Regions from separate parts of the Mus musculus genome. Here region 1 is linked to region 2. Evidence: chromatin contacts called from public promoter capture Hi-C data. All regions are on one chromosome and are shown on one strand. Each heading gives the region's core, a stretch centred on a gene start, on an enhancer-like site or on the middle of the called end of the contact. The rest is flanking DNA. Distances are from core to core; before and after follow the strand shown. Region 1 holds the start of Zfp811 (zinc finger protein 811). Region 2 has its middle 34 kb from the start of Zfp871.

Region 1 (4,566 bases), core at 135-2,634, 56 kb before region 2:
GCCTTAAAATGGATACCGCTGCCCTTTCTGAGTAGTCTCTTTATTTCCTTCCCTTTTAGGCCCCACTGTTGTATTTGACATTAACCTGACAGAAATGAATGTTTTCTTAAAAGAGCCTTTAGCTTTAACAATATTGAAACAGTGAATTCCAAGAAATTGAGATTTCTCTGGGAATCTGGTATTGGGAGAAGAAAACCCTGGGCCAGAGCTGATGCTCATCTCCTCCAGGAAAGGGATGAACAACCTCACAGAGATGGTGACAGTCCAGTAATGGGTGGCATCACCCCTCATCCTGGACTGCTTAGTATGCCCTGGGCTTTAACTTAAACTTCAGTCTCACTTTAGTAACCCCAAGATAGACTAGTGGGGAATCACTGGGTCTTTTTGTTCCTCTTCCCAACATAGCCACATTGCATAAATTTCTTCTTTTCTGGTTTTCCCTACTAATTTGCATGTTTGTCTTCACGAGGTTGGGTGGCTGAACCTGGCTTCTTATAGACTGTGACCTCAAGTTTAGTAACAGCCATCAGGAACAATCTGACTCAGTGTCTCTCTTGCATTTGACCCTTGTATATATCTGCATGGACAAGCTGAACTGTACAGCACCTCCTGTCCAAACATTGACTATTTGGAGTCAGATAATAGTGTGCTTGTGGAACACACCAGAAGTCACTGGGTCAAATTAAACACTGGATCCTTGTTAAAGCGTGAGGACTTTGCTGGTATGTTTGACCTCTTTCTATAAATTCCACTTTCTGTATGCCTTCAATAATTTCATTCCTTCATATGTTTTCTATGCTATTGACTGAATATAGGTAGCCTCCATCCCTCCCTCACACACACTCTCTCTGTGTCTGTCTCCCTCCCTCCCTTACTCCCTCTCTCCCTCTCCCCTCTCCCCTCTCCCCTCTCCCCTCTCCCCTCTCCCCTCTCCCCTCTCCCCTCTCCCCTCTCCCCTCTCTCTCCTATTCCAGACCTGGTATGCCTTTTGTCTTCTATGGTGCGATGGGGCTGTTTCCATAGACACCGAGTCTGGAATCCCTCTGTGCTTCTGTAACCCCATCAGAAAGGGGAGGAAGCAAGAATTGCCCGCTGAGCAAGTGTTGGGTCAGGAAAGCTGGGACAGGGCTCTGCTTCTGCCCTTTCCCACTGTGGGGCCAGTGAGGATCTAGGAAAGTACTCTATGCAGTCTGGGTAGGCTTGAACCTAAAATTTCTAATTTGAATCTCAATGTGGTAGGTGAGTGTGCTCCTCCAGTCGCTAAAGCTTTAGGAGGCGGGTCTGTGGATTGATGGCCAACCAGGCAAGTTGTTTTGGGATGCATATCCAATGAAATATCCAGGCATTAGGAAGATGGCCGCTACGTATCACTGAGACATCCCCTTTTGGTCCCCGCCTTATTTGGGGATCTGGATTGTTAGCATCTGTACAGGGAATCTCCAGGTCTCTCTCTCTCTCTACTCCATTTCTGCCTCACCTCCACTGACTGCAGGAACTACAAGAGGACACTAGGACATCATGTCTCTGGAAATGGTTCGTGCGGGCGATTGTGGCAGTGGGGTACAGCTCTCGTCTGCAGAGGGGTCTCTCTGACTCTGATGAGCCTCAGAGCGGGATCCTCCGGGTGGAGCTGGTCCAGGCTGCCCTGTCTCTTGCTGAGCGCTCACTGAAGCAGACACATCTGGTCTCTCGCAGTGCCAGGTCTAGGCAGAGTGGGTGGTGGTGGCAGAGGGTGGTGGAGACTAGGTACTCGGGTTGGGGGTTCTGCACCAGAGGAGGTAAGAGGTGTGTTGACCCCCGGATCTTGTGCATGTTATTCTGAAACATACAGAGACATGGATCTTTTTTACACTGTCACGATTTATTAAATAGCCAATAAATTCTTTTTCCTTGACTACAGTTTTCCAAGTAAGCCCGATTTTGCCTTCTTTCTGGCCGTGGGCAGCCACTGCTCTTTTATTCCAATCTTAATCACTAACATTAAACCACATATTAACATTTCACACAATAATGAACCAAAACACAGGTTGCAGAATGGTTAAGAAAGTGTTAGAAAGGCTTGAAAGCACACAAAGCTTTACTGGAGTCCAGGCATTGGAGCTAATACGGGGACAAAGAGGGCTGTTGAGGATCGAATAATTCTCATCGATCAACTAAGCCGGAGAAACTGCGAGGACAAAGGCGGGAGGGAGTCCTTGCCCACGGTTATTCCCCTTCTCTTGACAGCTGACCCTGTGATCACTGCCTGTGTGCCACACTCTGGTTTTGGGGTGCTCCTTGTAGAAATTCAGGTGAGGGGTTGCATATATTGTGGTTGATAAGCTCATGCGTCTAGTGTTTTTGATAAAATTTGGTACATTTTCAGGAGTTGTTTACTGATGTCACTTTGTGCCTTCTGGAGTGCTGGCAAATAGTAGCTCTTTTTCCTCTATGAGATCTTATGCTTAAAACTCGAGCAAATCAGATTAACGTTGTTGCTGAACACAATGGAGCCATTCTAGGTTTGGCATAACCTGCAACATGAACTAACTACAAGCAGCCCGCCCCCACGCCCCCCTCCACCCCCCCCCACCCCCCCCACCCCCCCCCACCCCCCGCCGTCTTTTCCTTGTCTCATTTCAGTGGCACCTGCTTTTCCAATGAGCCTTGCAGGTTGCTCTAGTCTCATCCTGTCGCTGCAGTAACATACTGACTGAAGGCAGCATGGCTCGTGAGGAAAGGGTTCTTTTGGCTTATTATTTTCAGGTCACAGTTCATCATTGAAGGAATTCAGAGGGAAAGCTCAGGCAAGCACTTGAAGCAGACACCATGGAGGAATGCTGGCTGGCTTATAAACTCATGCTAAAATAGCTTTCTTATACAGCCCAGGACCCCCTGCCTAGGGAAGGTTCTTTTCATCATAGACTGGGCCTTCCCACATCAATTAACTATCCACATGCTAATCTGATCCAGACAATTTCTCAATTGAGATGCTCTTCTCAGATAACTATAGACTGTGCCATGTTGACAGTTGAAGCTAACCAGGATGCAGATTCAAGGGACTCTTCCTCCAAATTCCCTGACCTGTACTCTTAGACTAAGGATTCTTAGGACTGGCATTGAATCCCTGACTTTCCAAGTCCTCCTAACATTGTCCGACTCATAGAAAGGGAGAGCCATATATACCTGGGATGGACAGGGTTGGCCTCTGTCAAAATTGTAATTGATGTGGTTTGTTTCTAAATATTGTTTGAAAACGGAAGTCCTGATGGAGGTAAGCCATGACAGTGTTGTGAATGTACTGTGAAAGGGGAAAGCCCTCCGTGTTGGCTCACAAGCTTCTCATAGGGTTGGGCTAAAGAAAGCTGTGCTTAAACCAGAATAAAAAGGAACGGACAAAAGATAAGAGAGCCTGATGTGATCAAGATGCCACAGTTAGCGCCCAGATTAGAGCAGTTTGCTCTGAGGTCATCTGTGCTTAGGACTACAGGAAGGACTGGTATGTGCTGGCTCAGGCTGGGAATGAATCAATCAGTGCTCACACGCCTAGAGGAAAGACACAAACTTGAGGAAAATCTGCCTAGAAAAATATTTTATGTCTCGACCAAGTGTTAAGGCAACAAATCTGAGTTGTCCTGAGTAGCAAGTATTAATCTGTCCAAATTATTTCCCAGAGCTGAGGATGTCAGCCAGGTTTATTCCTGTGTGTATAAATACTCCCGGCAATTGTTACACGGTCTTTTAAGGACTCCAGAATTTGGAGTGTATAGATTCTCAGTGTCTTTGTTTTCAGATTTTCTTCATGTGTGATGGAGATTGGTTGGCGACATAAGCATCTCGTTATTGCCAACTTTATCACATACCCCACATACAAGTTTTATCTCCTACAGAGATTTTCAATTACTCACTTTGACTCTTTGTGACAGGTTTAAGCTTTCTAGCTTTGCCCTCACAGCTTTGTTTGTTTGGAGACAGGGTTTCTCTGTGTAGCCCTGGCCATCCTAGAACTAGCTCTGTAGACCAGCCTGGCCTCAACCTGCCTGCCTGCCTCTATCTCCTGAGTACTGGAATTAAGGATGTGTGTGTGACACGACACCTGGCTACACTCACAGCTTAGGAAAGGTTTTCCTTGTTGTTATGTACATGCCTCGGTCTCCCAGTGGAGGCCAGAGGCCAACTGTTTGCAGTCAGTTCTTTCCTTCCACACTTCTGTGAGTTCCAGGGTTCAAACTGAGGACGCCACTGGGCCATATTTGCTGACCCACTTTCTCTTACTTCTGTTTTAAAAGTTTGTTTTTATGTATGTGAAAAAAATTTGTTTGTTTTATGTATGTGAGTGCACTGTAGCTGTCTTCAGACACACCAGAAGAGAGCATCAGATCCTATTACAGATGTTTGTGAGTCACCATGGGGTTGCTGAGAATTGAACTCAGGACCTCTGGAAGAGGTATGCTCTCAGCCAGTGCTCTCAACCACTAAGCCATCTCTCCAGCCCCCACTTACTTCTTTTTTATGCCTACTTTAGAGCAGTTCTTAACATCAGAACAATGCTACCTGAACCTCCTTTCTCCTTTAAAAGCAGTTCCC
Region 2 (4,326 bases), core at 1,577-4,076:
GAGAATCTGCCCTCTCATTGTGAGCACCAATAAACACAATCTCATCCTGTCTTTTTCTGACTCTGGTATCTTTCTGCTACCTCAGAAATCTAACAACAACCATTTGTAACTTCAGTTCCAGGAGATCTGATGCCCTCTCCTGATTTTTTTTTCCTTTCCTTTCCTTTCCTTTCCTTTCCTTTCCTTTCCTTTCCTTTCCTTTCCTTTCCTGTTTCTCTAAAAATTTCCCTTCTCTCTGGCTTCACTCCTACTTGGTACATGGAGTTCTTATTCTTACTTCAGTGGGATGATGACTATAATGATGTTCTGTCTTGTTCTCTGTTTTCATTCGCTTATCATGGGCCCTGACTGTCATGGCTGTCTTAGGAACTATTGTTTTCTTGTTTGGCATTTTGTTAGGGGAGAAAAACATAAAACAAATTATTAGCCATGTGTGCTATAGATTCTTTCCTACAAAATGAAACATAAATGTGTTATAATAATAGAGAATAACCACTCTGGAAATCAGTCTGGCGGTTCCTCAGAAAATTGGACATAGTACTACCGGAGGATCCTGCAATACCTCTCCTGGGCATATATCCAGAAGATGTCCCAACCGGTAAGAAGGACACATGCTCCACTATGTTCATAGCAGCCTTATTTATAATAGCCAGAAGCTAGAAAGAACCCAGATGCCCCTCAACAGAGGAATGGATACAAAAAATGTGGTACATTTACACAATGGAGTAGTACTCAGCTATTAAAAGGAATGAATTTATGAAATTCCTAGACAAATGGTTGGACCTGGAGAGCATCATCCTGAGTGAGGTAACACAATCACAAAAGAACTCAAATGATATGTACTCACTGATAAGTGGATATTAGCCCAGAAACTTAGTATACCCAAGATATAAGATACAATTTGCAAAACACATGAAACTGAAGAAGAACGAAGACCGAAGTGTGGACACTTTGCCCCTTCTTAGAATTGGAAACAATCACCCATGGAAGGAGTTACAGAGACAAAGTTTGGAGCTGAGACAAAAGGATGGACCATCTAGAGACTGCCATATCCAGGGATCCATCCCATAATTAGCTTCCAAACGATGACACCATTACATACACTAGCAAGCATTTGCTGAAAGGACCCTGATATAGCTGTCTCTTGTGAGACTAGGCCAGGGTCTAGCAAACACATAAGTGGATGATCACAGTCAGCTATTGGATGGATCACAGGGCCCCCAATGGAGGAGCTAGAGAAAGAACCCAAGGAGCTAAAGGGATCTGCAACCCTATAGGTGGAACAACATTATGAACTAACCAGTACCCCGGAGCTCTTGACTCTAGCTGCATATGTATCAAAAGATGGCCTAGTCGGCCATCACTGGAAAGAGAGGCCCATTGGACACGCAAACTTTATATGCCCCAGTATAGGGGAATGCCAGGGCCAAAAAGTGGGAATGGGTGGGTAGGGGAGTGGGGGGGGGCATGGGGGACTTTTGGGCTAGCATTGGAAATGTAATTGAGGAAAATACGTAATAAAAAATTAAAAAAAAAGAAAGACAAGAGTAGTGTGGTTTTCTCATATGGAATCTAAACATTCAACAAGTAAGAGTTAGGAAAGTCTAAGAAGTGAGTCCAATAAAAGCAAACCTATGAGAGCAGGCCATGTTTTATACAGGACAGACGTTAATCGTGCATCCTGGGCCGCTACTGTCCAATCCTTCCCTATCCCAGAGACACAGATGAGAATAGAAAGGATTTTGATTTTTAGTTTTAATTTTTGCTTTCCTCCTTGCTATATAAGGAAGGAGTAGATATTTATTCCTGTTACATCTTCCAAAGGAAGGGTTCCTGGACCAGGAGGATGGGGAAGAGGCTTATCGATCCATCATCCTTCCTTTCACACCATTTTCAAGCTAAGGGTCTGCACGGGACAGTGGCGAGTGTTCTGCATGAACGTGAGAACTTCTGCACACTCAGAGAACGTATCATTGGCAAACATGGACTTGCAGTCTGGAGCAAAAACTACATTTGTGAAGCATGGCCACTTAGAAATTTCTAGATACTGAAGCAAGGAAGTATACCCTTCACCCAGTCTTGTGGGCTAAGTCAGACCTTGTTTGCCACAGTCGGCTAGCCCACCTAGGGAGGAGTCTTTTGACCTGTTGTCTATTGTCCTGCCACATCTGCAGCTTCCTGCAAGAAGCCACTGTCTGCTGAACAGCTGAGCCTGTCTTCCTGACGAGATCCTGGCATAGTCAGGGATGGGATTTCCCCCTTTAAATTCAGACCCTACAATTAAACATTGAGCCTTGATCAGAAAAAAAAAATAGAGACTATGCCGCACCCTCTTCACTGTGGCCCTATTATTTTAATAAGCAGGAAGCAATTGCTGCTGGGAAGTCAGGACAGGTTTTGTGAGTGAACGAATGCTTTTCCTTTTGGCTGACTGAGAACTTTGTGCACAGAATCTGTAATCTGGTCTCGGCCCTGCCAGTTTGGGGATGGGTATCCTCCACGGGTGAGTTGCTGCACTATGGAGGGGCGGTGGATGGGGTGTATGTGTGGTTGTTTCGCACTGTATAAACTGTCCAACTAGAAATTTGGGCCTTAGGAGATAGTCACTGCAAAACACTGAGATGCCACGTTCTGTATTTGTCGTATTAAATGCCTGGGTCTGGAAGAAAGATTCCAGGTTTTGCCCCGCTGTGTCTGGGTTACGTCCACCGGCTGCTGGAGTCAGAGGAGGACTAGGACACCTGGCGGCTGAAAATAGTGGCTACTGCTGGGAGTCCTAAGTGTGAGGGGGAGGCTGCTGCAACCAAGGGAGCAGTGGAGGAGTAACTTCCCCTGGAAGCAGTAGTTTGGCCCCCCGCTGGGTCGCGCTGTTCTGCCCTTGCAGAGCTTAGTGCGTCAGGCTCTGTGGACATTCATCAGCCCATGTCTCTGCTATCTGGGCGGTGGTGGTGGAGGGTGGTGAGGAGATTCACACTCGGGTTGGGAGTTCATGCACAGGAAATTTAGTGATCCGGGGTCGTGAACGTTTTATGTAAGACTGGTAGATGGAATGATGAGTAAGTTCTCAGTATGGCTGTTTTGTGGCCAGATTTTGTTTGCAAGCCAGCAGATGGTAATCAAAGATGATTTTGTAACAGTCTATCTGATCACTTATATTTACTGACAAATTGCATATTAATGTCTCACACAATTAATTATATGCAACCATGCTGGTCACAGAATGGCTAAGAAACGGTTAAATGACTAACTGGTAAGAGGCATGAAGTCTGAGGCAGACAGCTGAAACTGGAGCAAGGAAAAGTAGGGGTGGTGGTGGCAGGTCTTACCAGGGCAGGTGCAGAGGTGGCAAATGTATGTGAGACTAGGCTGTGAGTTTGAAGGGCACTGAGTGTCCCGGGCAGGACTGAAGAGTCCTTCCCTGTGGTAAGTTTCTGTGCTTTTAACCAGAGATCACTCAGTGTGCCTGCCACACTTTGGGCCTTATAGACACAGGCAAAGGATTGCACCTCATGTGGTTGATAAGCTCGCCTGGCTGGAATTTCTGATATGACCTTATTTATTTTCGGATATTATTTGTTGCTATAAGTAGTTGTTGAGTTTATATCTCCCCGTGTACTGCCAGAGGGTGGATGCTCATTTGTGTAAGCAAGATACAAGGTTTATCTTTCTTGGCACATGTTCTAAAATGAAGTAAAGCAGTTTAAGAGTGTTGCTTAATCAAAGGAGCTGTTAATTCTCAGCTGGGCACAACCAAGCTGATACTTCCTCCAGCGCAGAGTAACTCAGAGCAGTCGTCCTGTCTTCCTCACCTGCTATGAGCCTCACAGTCCGAAGAGAAGCTTTCGAAACACTGTCCCTGTGCCCTTACCACAGTGATTCGTAGGACTAGCAACAATTACCTGAATTTCCAGCATTGCTAAACTAATAGTAAATGGACATGCGCGGGGGGGGGGGGGGGGGGACTCGTGTTGATCTTCGTCATCATTGCTGTTGCTCTTGGGCTGTTTTTAGATGTTTTACTTCTATTTAAAAGACAGAGGATGTAGTTCTGGTGGTCCTGGAACTCTGCCTGCCTCAGCTTCACCAAGTGGGCTGCAATGCCTGGATTTAGATATTGCATTAAAATACAAAATCATTAAAATACAAAAAGAGGTAGGCCATGACTGTGTGTTGCAGTAAAGGAAAGGTCAAGTGTTAGGTCCACAAAACTCCCTAGCGCTATGTTATGGGAGAAACCGAGGTGTTTTCCCTCTCTCTCTCTCTCTCTCTCTCTCTCTCTCTCTCTCCCTCTCCCTCTCCCTCTCCCTCTCTCTCTCTCTCTCTCCT

Evidence for each region. Promoter capture Hi-C pulls out the DNA fragments that hold promoters and counts their contacts.
Region 1: a contact with region 2 is called in a promoter capture Hi-C map of Sertoli cells, with 2.7 times the contacts expected there. The contact joins the promoter of Zfp811 here to the enhancer-like site in region 2. A contact is called at or near these places in 2 of 39 promoter capture datasets (Sertoli cells and erythroid cells), 4 of 484 Hi-C or Micro-C datasets (CD4 T cells, erythroblasts, liver and 1 more), 2 of 115 datasets of contacts at active chromatin or transcription factors (both in embryonic stem cells) and 3 of 9 other capture datasets (adipose tissue, liver and pancreatic islet).

Annotation. Positions count from the first base shown.
Region 1 is chr17:32,806,749-32,811,314 of GRCm38.p6, reverse strand. Zfp811 (zinc finger protein 811) reads left to right here and starts at 1,384. Exons shown (of 4, transcript NM_183177.3): 1 at 1,384-1,533. The coding sequence starts at 1,531.
Region 2 is chr17:32,752,306-32,756,631 of GRCm38.p6, reverse strand. No RefSeq gene overlaps it. Among named protein-coding and RNA genes, the nearest start is that of Zfp871, 34 kb to the left of the region's middle. Within about 2 kb of position 2,826, at least 25 of the 459 cell types and tissues checked have an H3K27ac peak or open chromatin away from gene starts, as enhancers often do. A contact at or near this core is called in Sertoli cells, where this site is marked.